Regions from separate parts of the Gasterosteus aculeatus genome. Here region 2 is linked to region 1. The links are chromatin contacts, called in public Hi-C maps. All regions are on one chromosome and are shown on one strand. Each heading gives the region's core, a stretch centred on a gene start, on an enhancer-like site or on the middle of the called end of the contact. The rest is flanking DNA. Distances are from core to core; before and after follow the strand shown.

Region 1 (4,263 bases), core at 1,037-3,536:
TTGCACAGACTGTATTTACAGTAATAAACAATCAATGATTCATAAGATGTGATATTTACAGTTATTACAAATGACGTGTTCAGCGACGAGGAGTCGATGTCTCTCAGCAGTGGATTTAAGAACAATTCACATTGTTTCATCTTTTGTCCACAGAGGAAGAACAAAAAAAAGAAAAAGGAAAGAAATCCTCTTGGTGCCAAAAGAGTCTGGTCAAGTTAATGCCAAGAAATCTGTGGTACAATACAAACAGTTTAATTGTGTAATTAACAATCAATAACCACTTCTAGTTAGAACATGTCTGCAGAAAGGAACCCTTAAACACTTATAAAACAGTCAATCGTAACAAAATAACTGGTGTTCTCCTTGAAATAAACTGATAAAAAAAAGAAACACTTTTTATACAGAATATTTATACAGGAATAGTTTTTTGAATTGGATTGTTAACCAAAGGAAGACACATCGCAGACATCGATTTTCACACAGATTGCATATGTTTTTCTCTCTAAGGTGTTCTATAGGTTAGTCTCAGCGAGTCGTTTTACCTAAGCTTATTTGCATGATAGTAAAAATTGCATACAACATTAATTGTGAAGCTTGTAGCATGAGTTGCTCAACATACAGCACTTTTTATAGGCAACCTTTAAAGCACATTTCTCCATTTAAAACGTTTAAGACACTTTTTGTTTTTACTGCCCATCGAGAATCACATTTATAAATAGAAAAGGAAAGTTCTGTCAAATAAAATAAAAAAATGAAGCTCTACGGAACATAAACATTTTAAAATAATTACATCAGAAACCCTGCATGAACTGCAAATAAATAATGTTGGACAACATAAACATGGTGAAATTCACATTTCTAACTGTGGCAATTCAGAGTTACAGTGACAAAGGTTTTGCAAAATAATCTAACTTCGGCAGTGCCGTATAGTACAAGGCATTTGTTGGCATAGTTTCTTTAAGACTGTATCTTTTTTTTTTTTTTTTTTTAACAGTTACAATATAATGTCTTTATATATATATATTTATATTTCCTCCCGAACAAATAATATGTAAAGACTGAGCTATTCTCAGGGAGTCACCTGCGCCAGGTGATGGCGTTCCATAATCACATTATGAGCTTTTTAAAAGAATAACTAATCTGCCTGCAGGCTCCGGACTCGACGCCTCATAATTAAGGCCTTGTCAACCACTTGGTCCTTGATTTCATTAATGATTTTGTTTTTTTTAATCCAGTTGAACATCACATACGTAAACACCAATCAAAGTCCTAGCAAACTCCAGAGAGACTTTTTTTTTCTTCTTTTTTACTTAAATATAGTCAGTAGCTCAAAAAGTTAAAGTAAGTCAGTGTAAAACAACAGACAGAGTGCAGTCAGCAAATATCCACGGCAACGTAATTAGAATCATTTTTTGTGTGCAGATTATTTAAGAGATGCATCAGTCTTTACAGTGAATAATACAAGTTTTACAAAATCGAAAAAGTAGTACTTGTCTGAAATGGGCTTTCCAGTGTGGTCAACACTTCAGAGTCTGACAGTAATATATATATATATAGAGATATATATATATAATCACTCCTCATATAGTCCAGACGCTGATTAAAAACACCACTTTTCTTTATTTGCAGTGCGGCGGTTCTATGTCGGCCGGAGCGTTTCCATTTAGCACAGCAGTCTGTGTGTGTGTGTGTGTGTGTGTGTGCGCACAACAGGAGCTCTCAGTACATGTTCAGACGGGGGGGGCGTGTATGTGGGTGCGTCCTACTCCTTGGCCTCGTGCTCTGACTGGGCCTCGGCGCCTCGGGCCAGCTGCTCCTCGATCTTGATGGAGAAGATGGTGCTGTTGGTCTGCGTGCTGTCGTCCAGCTCCTTCAGCAGCTCTCCGCTCTCCCTGAAGTCCGTCAGCTCCTCCTCGAAGGCCGGGCTGCTGCTGCTGCTGCTGGTGGTGCTGCTGCTGCTGTTGTTGTTGTTGTTGTTGTTGTTGCTGTTGCCGCCGCTGGGCTCCTTGGGCGCCTTGGCCGGGTGATTGACGTAGAAGCGCTGGTTCTGGAAGAACTTGATGATGGTGAGCTTGGGCAGGTCCAGCTGTGCCGACAGGGTGTGGATGGCCTCCTCGTCCGGGTACAGGCCCACGTCCTGGATGAAGCTCTGCAGGATGCCCAGGGCCTCCAGGGAGATCTTCCCTCCGCAGGTGCGGGCCTTGATGCTCCCTAGGCGGCTGCCCTCCTCCTCCATCTCCGCCGGGGAGGCGGTGGAGGGCTGTCGGGGCGGCAGGCGGGGGCCCGTGCAGGACTGCAGCTGCTGCAAGGGCTGCTGGGACAAAAGGGGTTGGGAGGGGTGCTGCAGGGACAGGGAGGACTGCTGCTGATGGTGCTGCTGCTGCTGCTGAGCCTGCGGGGAAGAGAAAGGAGAGGGGGGAGGGGGGGGGGGGTTATCAGGGAACACTTATCGGCGCCTTAATAAGGCCTTTCATTAAAATCAATTGAGTTGTGAGGAAAAATGTGCCCCACTGTGTGTAGAACAGGCACTTGGTTGAAGGAACTTTCCATGTAATGTCCCATTCAATGCATCTGTTCCGCAGATAGGATTTCTCCCCCCCTTTTTTTAGGTGGTGGTGGTGGGAGATTGTGTCTCTCATTGTTGGGGAGGCGACACACACACACACACACACTCAGTGGGAAACTGGCCTCTTTATTATAGGCCGGGCTGCTTATCAGGCTCCTGAGTGGTAAACAAGATGCCGGCGCACAATTCAGGCGGCGATGGCGCGTCCGATTGGCCGCAGTGTGAGAATGCTATCGATGGCCGACTCCCGTTGGTGTAAACACATGACACACTACTCGTAAAATGCCTCATTGTGTGGCTGGAGAGGGAGCGAGTGGGCAACTCGTGGTCCCCATTGACCCCCCGCGAAATGGGTGCTCCTTTTTTTTTTATTTTCCTTTCTGACTCGACAGGCTCGCCGTGGAAACGCCGTTTCGGTAATGAAGGGTGCAAAACAGCACTTTGCAGGGACTCTGTTTGCCAGCTGCTCAAACGCACCCAAAGATGTGATTTTTTTTACTGTCGCAATAAACCGAGCCACCGTAGTCCTTGTTCAGCATACGGGAGCTGATTTTGCATAATGCGCCGCGTTGGTGAAGGAGAGGCACGAAATGTTTGAACACGAGTCTCTCGTGGACAGTGTAAAACTGGACCGTTAAATCAGAAATAATCCTATTTTATCAATCTTCGGTTTGCATGCAAACTATGCGAGAAAGGAATTCCCTCATACCATTTGCGCTGCAGAAACTGATTTGTAAAATAAATCCTATTACTTTATTTATATCCAGTAAATGGGCCCCTTTGTGGAACGCTGGCCATGTCCCCCAGTAACCGAATAACGCTGTGGCTCAGACTTTTAACACAAGTTTTATTGTACTTTATTACTTTGACGGTTAATTGAGGTCCTCTGCTTTTTTGTAAAGCAGCTGCTAAACAAGATCAGGTGAATCTTTGAAAATCGCTGAAAGGTTGGAAGTTCTGATTGTTGTGATTGTGTTTCTACGAAGTTCATAAAAAGTGTTTAATTCAAATTCTTAAATAAGCAAAACTGAAATAATGAAATGTAGGAAATGTAGGGCGGGACTTAAGCTACCTTACATCCTTGATTCTTGCTTATAAGCTTCTTATGGTTGCCTGGCATAAACCCATGACCTAGTCGAGGGTATGGTGCCTTGCCCGATGGCACGGCGGGCGCGCACACACACACACACACTTTGCCGCGCTCACCTGCGGCAGCTCGGCGGAGATGTGCATCAGGTGCGTCGGGCGCTCGCTGTGGTGCTGCTGCCCGGCGCTGCTCTCCTGCTCGTAGATGGCGTCGCGCTCGGCCTGGCAGAGGCTGAGGAAGCGGCGGATCATGGAGAGGTTCTCCCACAGCGTGCGGTTCTCCGGAGACGGATCCTCCTTCCAGCGCAGCAGCTCACAGAGCCAGCCCTGAGGGGAAGGAAACCGTCGATTACCAGTTCATTCCACCGAGGAGCAGATCGCTGGACGTGCTCTCTCGTCTGGTGTGAAAGTAGAAGAGTTTGCGTCCAAATGTGCTTTTGCAAAGCGTCGAAATGAAAGAGATCCAATGTCAATCACACACACACACACACAGAAAAGCCCATTGTAGCTGCACCTGCGGTTCTGAATGTTTTGCTGATTTGAATCAGCCAAGGTCAAGCATCACAACGGGGAGGAAGGATTTCGCTCTAGACACACACACACACACACAC
Region 2 (4,263 bases), core at 916-3,415, 46 kb after region 1:
GACAGATGTTTTTCAGAGGCTTTTCTGCTGGATGTGTGAGTGTGACCTGCCATCCAGGCCGATCCTACGAAGTTTACATGGAGACATTTGTGGCAAACATGCTGACAGCGGATCGGTGAAAGAGACAGTTTTTTTTGCCAATTTGTATTATTATTATTAGTGATTTAAAAAAAAATTCTAATGAGGACTCAGAGCCGGGGAGTAAAACCGAGAAGTTCCGTTGACGCTCTGGTCTTCGTCTGAGGACTTTTGCAAGAAGTGAGACGGAGACAGAAAAAGGGGCCGTGTGTCCTCGCTGTCAGAGGCGCTGAGCCGATTGGCCACAGGTCGTCGGACCGCCGCCGACCTCCGGGGATTAACAGGAGAAGACGCGGGGCTCATTGGGCCGTTACCTGCTTTCATTTAACCCCCCTCCCCTCCATCAATGCTGAGGTGCCACGATTGACCCCGAGATGGAACGCGAGCAGCACAACCAGATGACACCGCATGATTATGATCGAGTGTTTGATTTAATGCTTCGGATTGTATTTGGGATTTTCCTGTCCTTTTTTTATAAAAGCACCGAGGCAACATTTGCAAAGACAATCTTCCAAAAAGATGCAAAATCTACAATACAAACTCTGGTATATACATAAATGTGTGTGTACACAAAAAAAAAAATATATATATATAAATCCAGAGTTACTGGCCATGCTGGTGGGTGAAATGTCAGCTATTTTCTAAAGGAGCAGAAAGTGAAGCCTTTAGAAACCTGCAAACCACAGAACATCAGTGCCCACGCAGTTTTTAGATGGCAACAGATATTCTCATAACTGCTCTCTATCTCTCACACACACGCACACGTCTAGTTGTACCTGAAATTACTTTATCAGCACTGTGACAAAAGCCACAAGATAGACCAGCCGGTATTACTGTGCCTACTGTGTATCATCACGTCCATCTGACTGCCTCACACCAAGTCAAGCAGAGAGAAAATAAATACATTCTTTAACTCTTTGCTTCCCTGTTGCCCTGTCTTTAAACTCTATTATTATGTCCTTTTTTTACGGTAACGCTTTGTTTTTTTAAAAGAGTTCCACAAAGTCCTTCCTGCTGACGCAGTAAAAGTGTTGAAGCAGCCTGACACGTGAATAAATGATGTAATTGCCTAATTAAAAAGTAGTAAAAGAAGATGGGCAGTTCAGCTTTCAACACACACTTAATTCTAATGAGTTAAAAAATATATATATATATAAATAAAGATTTATTTTTTTTAAATGTCCTAACTAACAAGATGCCAGAATAATCGGAGGGATAAATAACAGTCCGGCGCGGGCAGCGTCACGTATCGCCCCCCCGGTGCGCGCGGGATAAGTTGTTAAACGAATTAGTGGAGATGGATGTACTTAACCCCGCGAAAATCACGAGTGCTTTGCTCCGTCCGGCCTGTTTCTGCACGTTTAAAATTAGATGGCAAAAAAGAAAGTTCTAGATGCGTGCGTTTGTATTTACCATTAAGCACGGCATTCATAGCCGGTGTATAAATATTAAATCCTAGCAGCCACTTTTGGTCCGCGTGGGTTTTAAGTGATTTCGGAAGACAGCTCTGCAAATTGCTTTCATTTTGTTTGTCTAATTCCGACGAGATGCGGTCTGTTTTCCGCTGCCGGGTCACCTACAAGGTGAGAGAGAAGAGACGGCTCGTACCTTTAAAGTCAGCAGTCGGCCGACCTCTTGTTTTCCATCAAAAGTTGAGCGACCTCTTGACTCCGCTCCGCGACGACAGATCCCCCCCAAAAAGAAGGGAAAAAAATAGACAACTGCTCTGTGGGAGGAAACACAGTTTTTGGGGCCTTTTTAAAAAATATAAAAGTCAAAAGTCCCGTGGATGAAGAGTTTGGGTGAGGAAGGGGAGGAACAGAAAGAGAGAGCGCGCGAGCGAGCGGGAGAGAGAGAGAGAGAGTCGTCTCGTAGAAACCGCACGAGCTGAGGTTGAAGTTTGGGGGGGAGGAGGGGGGCGGAGGAAGAGGAGGGAGGGTGAGAGAGTGTGAAAGAGCGAGAGAGAGAGAGAGGGAGAGAGAGATGCGCACACGGCGGATGGAGCGCAGTAAATGCGAGCAACCGTGCGCTGCGGGCGGCGGAGGTGAAGTAGCGCGTCGGAGAGGAGAGCGCGGCGGCATGTGAGCCGGGCGGAGAGGAGGGGGCGGCAGGTAAACGAACCGCCCCTCCCCGTTTCTGATGCGCGAATCGATGATTTGCCAGCTGTGGCGCAGCTTGTCTCATTGCCCCACTTTGCTTTTTTTCTTTTGCTTCTTCTTCTTCTTCTTCTTCTTTTTTTTATACAGCCGCTCCTCTCCGACGCGCTGCTCTCCGGGGACACCGAGGGAGAGAGAGAGAGAGGGGGGGGGGGGGAGTGAGGGAGGGGGTCAGTGCCAGGAGAGCTCTCGCACTCATTTATTTTCATATTTACACGCCACATGTTTGCATGTCAAGAAGAAGGAGAAGGAGAAGAAGGAGCTGGAGGGGTGATGGCGAAGAGTCAAAAGTCTGTTGTTTTAAGCCCCCCCCCCCCCCCCCGCGCACACCTGAGCGGGACATGCGCGTGCATCCCGGTCGCGCGCGCGCGCTGTACATCGCACACTCCGCGCGCACCGTTTAGCCCGAATAAAACGGACGTTTTCAAGAATAATTCCGTTTTGAACGATTAAGAGGGAAAGGTGGCGGTGCAGATGCACGGTTTCTTTAGCGCGGAATAAAAATAATTGTGACTTACATTTTTAATGCGTCGTTATTGAAACATACTCAGTTTCATTTCATCCACGCCTTTGCTGTTTTACTTACTGTTGCAACTTAGTTTAACTGCGACCGTCACACACACACACACACACACATGCGCGAGCGTGGAACCTCTGTCACATTTAAGAACCCGACTGCGGGCCTGACACCCCTGCAACAAAAAAAAAAACTGCACGCTTTAGGAATGCAAATTTGTATTTAAAAAAATACACGCAAAGCAGAATATTTTATTTTTTTTGGAGATCTTTTAAGAACACCGCCTGAAGCAGAATCAGCGAGGCACGGAGGACAGTGACAGATAACGGAAATAGAGAAAAACGGGCTTTTATTTTCGCCCTCACAGTGTCTAAATGCATTTGAGCTATTTCCATTGATTTGCAGCTGTAACTTTACTGACTGCTACGTGCAGAGTGCAGAAGTCGCCCATGTTTTCCCTTGATAAAAGTCTGACGTTTGATGACATTCCAGAGAGAGGTACGTTAAAATAATGTTCTCAATGTAGAATATATAACTGCTAATGAGGGACATATCTATTTGTCTGTCGTACACCAACAAATCAGAAGAAATAGCTCAATGCATGAACAAGTATTTCTCTCTCACTCGGTCTGATGGATTTGATTATGTGTGTGTGAAACATGTGTGAGCAGCTCGTACACATGTGTTGACGCGTTGCTGTATGTGTGAGCCTAAACCGCGTGTGTGTGTGTGGTTTAAATGCACATTTTGAATTTGTGTCATGCGTGTGTTCTTTTAGCATTTGCCACATTTCTGTGCTCATTTGTCTTTCCTTTGTTTGTGCGCGTGCAACATGTATGTGAGTGTGTGTGTGTGTGTGTGTGTAAGTGATTGACAGTTTGCATCTGCACGCAGGCTAACTGCTGTGCTCTAGCAGGTGTGCAGGAGCCCACAGGTAATGCAGATGTTTACTTACAATGTGATTGTGTTTCTCCAGCCGGGTTTAGCACAAGTAACACACTGATCCATTTACATTTACACTTAATTTACACATCCCATTGAAAATAGAATCAGTGTGTGTGACTGTGTGTGAAAGAAGCAGAGACAAAACAGCGAATGAAAAACCCTTCAGATTGTGGGAGAAGACACAGAAGGACCGGGGCCCTTATTGTAAGCTGATGTACAAATACTTCTCAGAAAAGTTTAATTGTTGTGGTTTTGGGACTCCACAAAAGTTTCATTATGAAGCATCTGAGATCTGCATTATCAAAAAAAAGTGAGAAAAAAAAATGAGCACACACACACACACACACACACACACACACACACACACAACCTCTGCATACGATTCACACCGGCTCTCCCCTGGGAGATTGACTGGGAATTGAAAAGTTCCAGTAAATAGATTCAAATTTGCTTTTTACATAATTATAAATTCATGCGAAGTTAGAGATGTTTTCATCATTACGGACAACAGCTGGTGATTTCAATGCAGCCTGTGTTTTATCCAACATTTCATGTCGCTGCCTCCAA

What was found. A called contact is a pair of places that touch in the nucleus more often than the background predicts.
Region 2: a contact with region 1 is called in a Hi-C map of skeletal muscle, with 2.1 times the contacts expected there. The contact joins the promoter of satb1b here to the enhancer-like site in region 1. A contact is called at or near these places in 2 of 6 Hi-C or Micro-C datasets (both in skeletal muscle).

The regions. Positions count from the first base shown.
Region 1 is chr20:4,836,110-4,840,372 of fGasAcu3.hap1.1, forward strand. satb1b (SATB homeobox 1b) reads right to left here. Exons shown (of 13, transcript XM_078094605.1): 12 at 3,773-3,979; 13 at 1-2,392. The coding sequence ends at 1,763. Among protein-coding and RNA genes, the nearest start is that of satb1b, 46 kb to the right of the region's middle. Within about 2 kb of position 2,287, at least 1 of the 9 cell types and tissues checked has open chromatin away from gene starts, as enhancers often do.
Region 2 is chr20:4,882,420-4,886,682 of fGasAcu3.hap1.1, forward strand. satb1b (SATB homeobox 1b) reads right to left here and starts at 2,166. Exons shown (of 13, transcript XM_078094605.1): 1 at 1,687-2,166.